3 separate regions of the Sus scrofa genome follow, and regions 1 and 2 are each linked to region 3. The links are chromatin contacts, called in public Hi-C maps. All regions are on one chromosome and are shown on one strand. The core of a region is the stretch at or near the end of the contact, and the rest is flanking DNA. Distances in the headings are between cores, read along the strand shown. Region 1 has its middle 370 kb from the start of DIRAS2. Region 2 has its middle 64 kb from the start of GADD45G. Region 3 has its middle 270 kb from the start of GADD45G.

Region 1 (2,849 bases), core at 105-2,604, 170 kb after region 3:
GCACAAGACTTGAATTCTGCATCTCAGTCTCCTCCTTTCAGACCAGGCCTCAGGTTCTCCAAGTCCCATTTCAATTTATCCCATTATTTTGCTTTGCGACAAGTTCGGGTGGTCTGGAGCTGGGCATGCCTTACCCTAGGCGGGCTGCAGGGGGTGCTGTCTTGTGGCTCACCTTTCCTTTGTCCTTGTCCTTCCCCTTCTTCCCTTACTTAGGGTTGTAACCAAAGACACACCTGCACGGGCACACATGCATACATGCACAAGCACACACACACACACACACACACATGCATAGACACACAGACACATACATATGCACATATTCATACATACATACATACACACACAGATGTATACACACAGGCACACAGACTATACAGAGAGACATGTGCACGTACATACACACATGTACACGCATACATGTACCCATGTATACCTATATGCAGACATATATACATCATTTGAAAAGAGACACCTAGGAAAATGATGGTCCTGTAAAGACAGGAAGGATTGAAGGGAAGCAGTCACAAACCAAAGAGAAGCTGAGCACACTGGAAGCTGGGAGAGGCAGGAAGGATTTTTCCCTAGAGTCTCCAGAGGATACATAACCCCAATGACAGCCTTATTCGAGACTTCTGGCCCCCAGAACTGTGCGACGATAAATTTCTGTTGTTTTATGCCACCCGGTTTGTGATACTTTGTTCTGACAGCCCTAGGAAGCTAAGTATAGACTCAAAAACAAAGCGGTAATGATCAACCAGTAAATGAGGTCCATTATCCAGATGACCCAGAAAATGCAGGGCTAAAATTGGAGAATCTGATAACAGGCACCTGGGAATGAAGCTCTTACTCAGACACATTAAACCAAGCAGGAGCTGATCCACAAGCTGGGAGGAGATATAGCAAGAATCAACTGGGTTATGCAACAGAAAACGCCTCTGGGTTCTGGAAAACATAAGGTCTTGCAGCGGTTTGAGAGGGTTCTTATTATGGGCTTGCTGGCAAAAAGCATCAGGCAATGCCACGGACTGTGGTTCGGCTGGAGCCACTGGGGGAATAGCAGGAGCCGGCTCTGGGAAGGACTGGGGCTGCCTGCCAGGGCTGGACAGGGAGTGAGGCGGGTGGGGGCTGGGGACAGCTTGGAGAATGAGAGCATTGCAAAGGCAGGGAGCCAGAAAAGGTTGAAGCCAATGATCTTGAAGAGCTACTTGTTGGCTGATATTAAAAAAAAAAAAAATCTATATCCAGAGTCATCCATTTTTATTCCAAAGTATATACTCTGGATTAATATAACTCGTTATATCTTTCCCTGTAGATGTCACTGCAGGGAGGCCCTAGCAGATGGCCCTGGAGGAAGACACTGGGCAGCTGAGGGCTGTGCAAATGCAGAGGCTCCAGAAGGGCAACCAGAAGACCTGGGTTTCAGTTGGATAAACCTGGCTTCAGCAACCTCAGTCCTGAGGCTCTAACTCGAACCCTAACCCTAACCCAAACATAGCTCTTCTTAAAAACAGGCCCTTTGATTCATATTTCCTTATGAAAGGACATTTTGTCTTCTGTTTTCTCTCAGTGTTTGGTGCTCTGGGTTTAAGCTGGTGTCATTAGTTGCTGAATCCCATGCTCAGAGGGCGTGGATCACTGGACACCTTTGGATGTATTCGCCTGTGTGTCACTGCAGGCTGATCTTGGGCAAGGATTCACATAGAATGCACGCCTTCTACCCAGGTGAAAGGTCCCTTGCACCACAGAGAGGAACAAAGAGGATTGCCTGGTCTTGACTAGCCTGCTGAGCTGCTTACCTAGAAGAAGCTTCAGTACGAGACTTATCTTGATGAAGAAGATGCCAGCTTCTGTGCCCTCTCCCGCATGGATCCTCATAGAGAAAACTCGCTGGTGTTTGCCAGGCTGATAGGGGACTCTCAGCCCAGACAGGCAGGTGCCCTGAGTTGCTTGGCATACTTTTGCTCAGCTCCCCCTAACCTGACCTTTTGTGGCTTAGTTCATATCTCCATCTGTAAGGTTTAAGGCTACAGACGGTAAATAAATAAACAGATGCTCCGTTCCCGCCCATAAACGCCCCTATCTCTCCCACCATCTTGTACAAACTCCCACTGACTCTCCTTTGTATTCTTTCCCAGCTCATCTCTGACATGCAGGACCCTGAAATCAGAAAAACTTTTGATCCAGATCCTGCCATAAAGATAAAAAAAAAATGTTAATCTCCATGTTTATAGAGATTATCTGTTCTGTTCTATATTTCATCCTGGTAAAAATTATCAGTGCTATTTATAAATTCTGCAGGAAAAATGAGTCACTGGCTAATTGAGGAGGTGCTTTAAGACCATGAAAACAGTAGGTAAAGATTTTGATGCCAGATTAAAAAAAGAGACTTTCAGATCCTCTTAAAATATTATGTGTTTGCCATGACAGTAAATGCCTACTGTTATTTTGCTTCCAGCTCCCTGATACCAGCAGCTGTGCAGCTATAAGTGCTTTACTTCAATCCTTTGTGCCTCAATTTCTTCGTAATTAAATTTTGAATAAAACCATGGCAATAATTGAACATGGCTCTGGTAAGAAAAGATGAGATGACACAGTCACTCCTCTGGGGAGCCACAGAAACAGTGCTCAATTAATTAACAACTTTCCCTTATGCAAACAATAGGTTTACTCTCAAAGGTCAAAAATATTACCTTTCTTTTTGTCGTGAGTAAAAGACCTGAATGGTCTTTTAGGGCACTTGATATGCAACTACCAGCTTGTGGACCTGAGCCTGAGCTGCCTCTGCTTTATTGTGGTGGCCTTGCTCCCCGAGCCTGTACTACTGAGGACTCTCCTTGTGAGGCATC
Region 2 (2,700 bases), core at 147-2,646, 210 kb before region 3:
GGTGGCAAGATGGTGGGAGGAGAAGTGAGAAATGGGCCCTCGGGGCCTCCCTAGGGCTTCAGAAGGAAATCATGCAGATTCCCGGAGCACTTCCTGCCTGTCCGGGGCCCTCTCTCTTAGAGGTGAGGGCCTTATGCTCCAGAAGCAGTAGGCTGGTCTTCAACAACCACCCGGCGTGGGGGACTGTTTCCTCGTGGCAGATATGAGCGGACCCGGTTTCTTTGTCGACTCCACAACTGGCTTTGAGAAGCATTCCAGGAGAGGTTCCAACACTGTTTGGAATAAAACCCTGGAAGAAAGCAGGGCCCTCTCCGGAGACCCTGGCTTTGGTGTGTACGTTCTGGCAGGTTTGGTGAACAATGGTGAAGAAACAGGCCTGTTCATTATAGTCCAGATGTGTCCCTGTTCTGGAGGATTCTGAGTCGAGCACCGTGGGGTCCAACAGACAGTTGTCCTGGGGAAACCTGGTATGAAGGGGGTCTGTGCATCTGTGTGTGTGTGCATGTGTGCACACGCATGGAATTCCTGTGGGTGTATGGGTGGGAGCGTGCACCTGTGTTGGCGTGCGTGATTGTGTGTGTGTGCGTGTGTGTGCGCGCGCGTGCGTATCTGGAAGGTCATCAGAGGGCTGGGGTGAGGAAGGCAGGCCCCCGGGGGCCCTTGGCAGCCAGGCAATGAGTCAGCAGGAGTCCCTAGACCCAGCTCTGGCCCCAAGGCTTTGGGAGCCTCCATCCTTGTCTTCTTGGGTCTTCCCTCCAGCCTATGGCCACATCCCCTGCTCAGTTTGAAAGACAGGTTGGAGCAAGAGTTCCCGTTGTGGCTCAGTGGTAATGAACCCGACTAGTATCCTCGAGGACAAGGCTTTGAACCCTGGCCCCACACAGTGGGTTAAAGATTCGGTGTTCCCATGGGATGTGATGCAGGTGGCAGATGTGGCTCAGATCTTGTGTGGCTGTGGCTCTGGCGCTGGTCGGCAGCTACAGCTCTGATTTGACCCCTAGCCTGGGAACCTCCATATGCCATGGGTGCAGCCCTAAAAAGAAAAAAAGAGCGTCCATGAAATACAGGTTGGAGCAAATATGATGTGACATGTTCCTGAGTCCCAGTTTTCAGCACCCCCTTGCTCAAGTAGGGCCAAGCACACCCAGCCAGTGGCCAGGAAACGAGGCTGCACTGCGACCCCTGCCTTCCTGGGCACTGGGTCCATTCTCTGCACCACAAGAGCAAAATGCATTACATTTTGTAGTGAAACTAAGTGGGGTAAGTCAAGCCTCACATCCATTTGCTGAGGTTGAACTTTGCTTGCAAATGAAAAAACTTGCAGTTCTCAGAGCCTGTTGGATTTTGAGTGACTGATAAGGAATTACAGATCTGCAAAAATAAACAGACCCCGGTGACACAACTAGACTTGAAAGTCAGACCTGGGTTTTGCCAGCACGCAGTCTGTGCGTGTCTGTGAGTGTGTGTGTGCATGCACGTGCGTGCGTGCACTTCCTCTGTGCCTTAGGATGGTAGTGGGGTCAAAAGTCACCCTAGATTAGCCCCTTCCTCGGGGCCCACTCCTGCTTAAAGTGGCCCATCTGCTGCCCCATGGCTGCGGCAGCAGATGGCCCCTTGCCCTTGGGCGGGAAGGGTTGGGGGTGGGGAGGCCTGAGCTGAGCTCTCAGCTCCCAGGCCGACAGCCCCCTCCTCTTTGTCACCCCATCTCTCAATAGCACCTGAAATGCTCAGTAGCTGGTGGGAGGGGACCTGGAGGGGGCAGGCGCCTCAGGTGGGGGGTGAGGGGGACCTGGGGACACTATGTGGCTGTTCTCAGGGAAGAAGAGCACGGAGAGCCTGGGGCCAGAGGGCAGGTGGTTCAGCCCTTTGACAGTCTGGAGGCGGGGTGGTGATGGGGTGCCTGAGAGGACAGCGGGGACAGGGAAGGGTGTGGATCAGAGGTGACCCTGTGCCTGATTCACTTAGCAAAACACTGCCCACTGAAGTGCCAGGTTTTAGAATAAGTCTGTGAGGGAGCTGTCAGTGTCTGGGGTTAGGGATGGAGTGGTTCCCCTGTCACAGTGTCATGCTGTGCTTGTCCCCCCTGTGGGGGCTTCAGACTACTTTCCCTTCTTTAGCAGAGCACTGCGGCCCTGGCTGAACCTCTTGGGCTCTGGTTGCAGCTGCTTTTCGTGACAGGACATCCTCGAGGGACAAGCCACCTTCTATGCAGGGCTGGTGGGGTGAGGGCTGTGTGACGTCACCAGGGATGCTGGCCCCGCAGGGGCTGGCCGGACCTGCACCCTGAGGGTGTTGCATGGAGTCTGACATGGCGGGGGACAGCCCATGGTCCTGGCTGGAGGGGCCACCCAGGTCTTGAGGTATGGTCCCGTGAGTCTGAGATTGAGTTTCCTGCACCCCCAGACAGAAGGAGCCGAGAGATAAGTTCATTTAAACAAACATAGTTCGAGGTGGTATTTTTGCACACACTTAGGCACATCTTAAGCCCCACTTGTAGAACATTTAACCCACTCTGGAGAGGCGCCTGGGGTTGGATGGTCATCTCAGGGGCTGCCTTTGAGGGAAAAGCTCTGGGTCTGTGACTCCCTTGTGAGGACAGGAGAAATTCTGAGAGGGGAGTTCCCTACTCGAAAGATTCAGTGGCTGGCTTCAAAGGTCTAGAAACTCTTTATCATGGCTTCTTTTTCTAGCTGGAGATTA
Region 3 (2,700 bases), core at 6-2,505:
GAACCCCGTGGTCCCACAAATGAGGCAGGCTCACAACCCAAATCCCTGAGCTCTTACCGGATCCCAGCACCCTCCCCAGTCCACCCGGATTTCTTGCCTCTCTCCGTCTGGAAGCCCGTTGGGGGGTCAGACGCAGCTTCCCCCTCTGGCTTGAAGGCTGTGTGGGAACCACCCTGCCCAGCCTGGCCAGGAACTTTCCCGCCACACCTCCTGTTTCCGCAGGGCTATTTTTAGAAGCCTATTTTTAACATGTTTGAAGTTCACACTGACTTCACCGCCTAATTGGAAAGGTCCCCTCCCTGGAATTGTCTGCCTTCCCCTCCACCCTGTGGACTCTACAGAGTTGAGATGGATGATCAAATATTCCTGGCTGGGGCCACGTGTCAGCGTCCGTTCCCTCCAAGGCCCAGGGGAGGTGGCACTGGAGCCCAGTCCCAGGCCAGGTCTGGTGTGGGCCAGGTCTCCGTTCTCTCTTTCGTATCCCACTTGTGTGGACCCCTCAGGCACGCAGGCCCTGAGGAGGACAATGGACCCCAACCCAGAGTCTCAGACTGAGTAGACTTGGGGTAGAGCCTAGGATTCATACGAAGATTGATGCTGGAGGTCTGGGGTCCAGGCTTTGAGAGCCACTGGTCTGTACCCAAGGGTGTCAGAATCTGCTGGGAAAATGCCAGGTCTGCCAGCAGCTACAGGCCACCTCTTTGTCTTCTGGGAGAGCAGAGTGTGGACTGTGGTTCTTGAGATGCCTGAGGTCCAGTCTCCTCTCTGTCCTTTTCTGGGTGATGATGGCATGTCACTTAATTCCATTAAACCTCAGTTTTCCAATCTGTAAAATGGGTTAACGTTTCTTATCTCATAGTAGTGTGTTCTCACAGGGACCAGTGGGCCTCCTGGTGTGCTCTCTGGGGATCTGTCTTGACCCCAGCATCAGCCAAATGTAGCTCCTTGGGGCAGAGCCACCAAAGGTGCTGGTTGCGAGCCCTTTGGCTGTGTGCCCCTGAGCTTTGCCTGGACCACTCTGAGCTGGGTTTTGGTTTGTGAAATGGGCAGAAATACCTCTCAGTGCGGACCCTGCTGCTTAGAGGTGCCTGGAGGTGGTAAATTGAGTGAATGCCTGGCCGGGGTGGTGGGGTGTTCTCTGGGACCTTGTGGCATTAATCCTGTGAGGGCTCAAGAGGCCCCATGTCCCCATCCTGATGCATCGGCTTGGCAGTGCCAAGTCCGGCCTGAAAGCTCTCCAGACCTCTGGGAATACGTCCTGCAGAATTCACTGGCCTGAACGCTGACCCGGAGGTGCCAGTTCAGAAGAACCACCTGAGTTTGCCTTGGCACGCGGGCAGCTTGGGTTTGCTTTGCCTCCGCCGGGCTCCCTGCGGTCGCCTGCTGACACCCCCGTTTTCTGGAACTTGGCATTTCCGGCCTGGCACTGCTTTCCTTCCTTCTCCCACTCCTGTGTAAACAGCAGGGCAGCTGGAGAGTGACTGCTTCTCCCACTGGTGCATCGTCTGCAGCCCCTGACACCCATCCTTCTCTCAGGAAGCTGCTGAGGGACGGAGGCCACGTGCAGTGCAAGGTCCACAGCTTCCCACCAGTCCTGCCTCCTGCCGAGGGCTTTCCCGGAACACTCTCCTCCCGTCCCCCACCCCCTCCCCTCCGGGAAGCCGCTGGCAGAGGGATCCGGGCAGTGAGGCCAGGTAGGAAAGCCACACCTCGAGTCATCCAACTCCACACAGACCTAGTGAGAACGGGCACATGGGGCCGCCGCTCTCATCCTCAGTGTGGGGAGAAAGTGGAGCCAGGAGTGAAAGTGTCTCCTCCCCAGAGTGAGGCAGCCCAGGGGTGGGTCTTTGGAGTGGCTGAATTCTCTAATGATAAGGCTACACCAGACAGCGATGTTTGGGCACGTTGTCCCATTTGCTGTATAAACCCTGGAGTCTGAGTTCCCAGGGCCCTGCACTCTCACTTCTGGCTGCCAACTTTCTGCCAGGACTTGAACATGACCTCCGTCAATCCCAGGCTTCCTTGGGTTTACATTGCAAACAGGGGCCTCCGGGAGCCATCTGTGTCTAGAGGGACACAGCCAGGCCAGGTCCCAGCCCTGGGGAACCCAGGAGGCTGCCGCTTGCAGAGTCCCCAAGGCTTTGCCCAGCTCTGCACCTGTCCAGGGAGAATACCCATGGGACCAGGGGGTCCTTCCCTGTGCTGGGGATCCTGCTTCTAATGGAAACCCTTCCCTCTTCTATGTTCTGCAAATGTAGAGAAAAACTCCTGAGGGGTTTCCACGCAGATCTTTTTCTGAACCCTACTCTTGAATTTCTTTTGTCTTTTTCTATTAAGAAGCAGCCAGCAGCCCCAAGAGTCGTGCTGCCTGCAAAGTTCTCTTACCTCCGAGAGACTCAGATTTTTATTTAAGAACCCCAGTTCAGGAGTTCTTGTCGTGGCTCAGCAGGTTAATGTTGTGGCTCAGCAGGTTAAGAACCCGACTAGTATCCATGAGGATGAGGGTTCAATTCCTGGCACCGTTCAGTGGGTTAAGGATCTGGTGTTGCTGTGAGCTGTGGTGTGGATCTGGTGCTGCCGTGGCTGTGGCGTGAGCCGGCGGCTGATTAGACCCCAAGCCTGGGAACTTCCATATGTTCCAGATGCAGCCCTAAAAGACTTCCTGTCTGTCGTGTCCACATTGATGGCAGACTAGCAAAT

What was found. Hi-C and Micro-C count contacts between places; a contact is called where the count stands out from the background.
Region 1: a contact with region 3 is called in a Hi-C map of liver, with 6 times the contacts expected there. The contact joins two enhancer-like sites. A contact is called at or near these places in 1 of 5 promoter capture datasets (liver) and 1 of 47 Hi-C or Micro-C datasets (liver).
Region 2: a Hi-C map of liver shows a contact between it and region 3, with 1.9 times the contacts expected there. The contact joins two enhancer-like sites. A contact is called at or near these places in 1 of 47 Hi-C or Micro-C datasets (liver) and 1 of 2 datasets of contacts at active chromatin or transcription factors (skeletal muscle).

What each region holds. Positions count from the first base shown.
Region 1 is chr14:1,601,942-1,604,790 of Sscrofa11.1, forward strand. No RefSeq gene overlaps it. Among named protein-coding and RNA genes, the nearest start is that of DIRAS2, 370 kb to the right of the region's middle. Within about 2 kb of position 1,355, at least 8 of the 83 cell types and tissues checked have an H3K27ac peak or open chromatin away from gene starts, as enhancers often do. A contact at or near this core is called in liver, where this site is marked.
Region 2 is chr14:1,228,220-1,230,919 of Sscrofa11.1, forward strand. No RefSeq gene overlaps it. Among named protein-coding and RNA genes, the nearest start is that of GADD45G, 64 kb to the left of the region's middle. Within about 2 kb of position 1,397, at least 2 of the 83 cell types and tissues checked have an H3K27ac peak or open chromatin away from gene starts, as enhancers often do. A contact at or near this core is called in liver, where this site is marked.
Region 3 is chr14:1,435,751-1,438,450 of Sscrofa11.1, forward strand. No RefSeq gene overlaps it. Among named protein-coding and RNA genes, the nearest start is that of GADD45G, 270 kb to the left of the region's middle. Within about 2 kb of position 1,256, at least 12 of the 83 cell types and tissues checked have an H3K27ac peak or open chromatin away from gene starts, as enhancers often do. A contact at or near this core is called in liver, where this site is marked.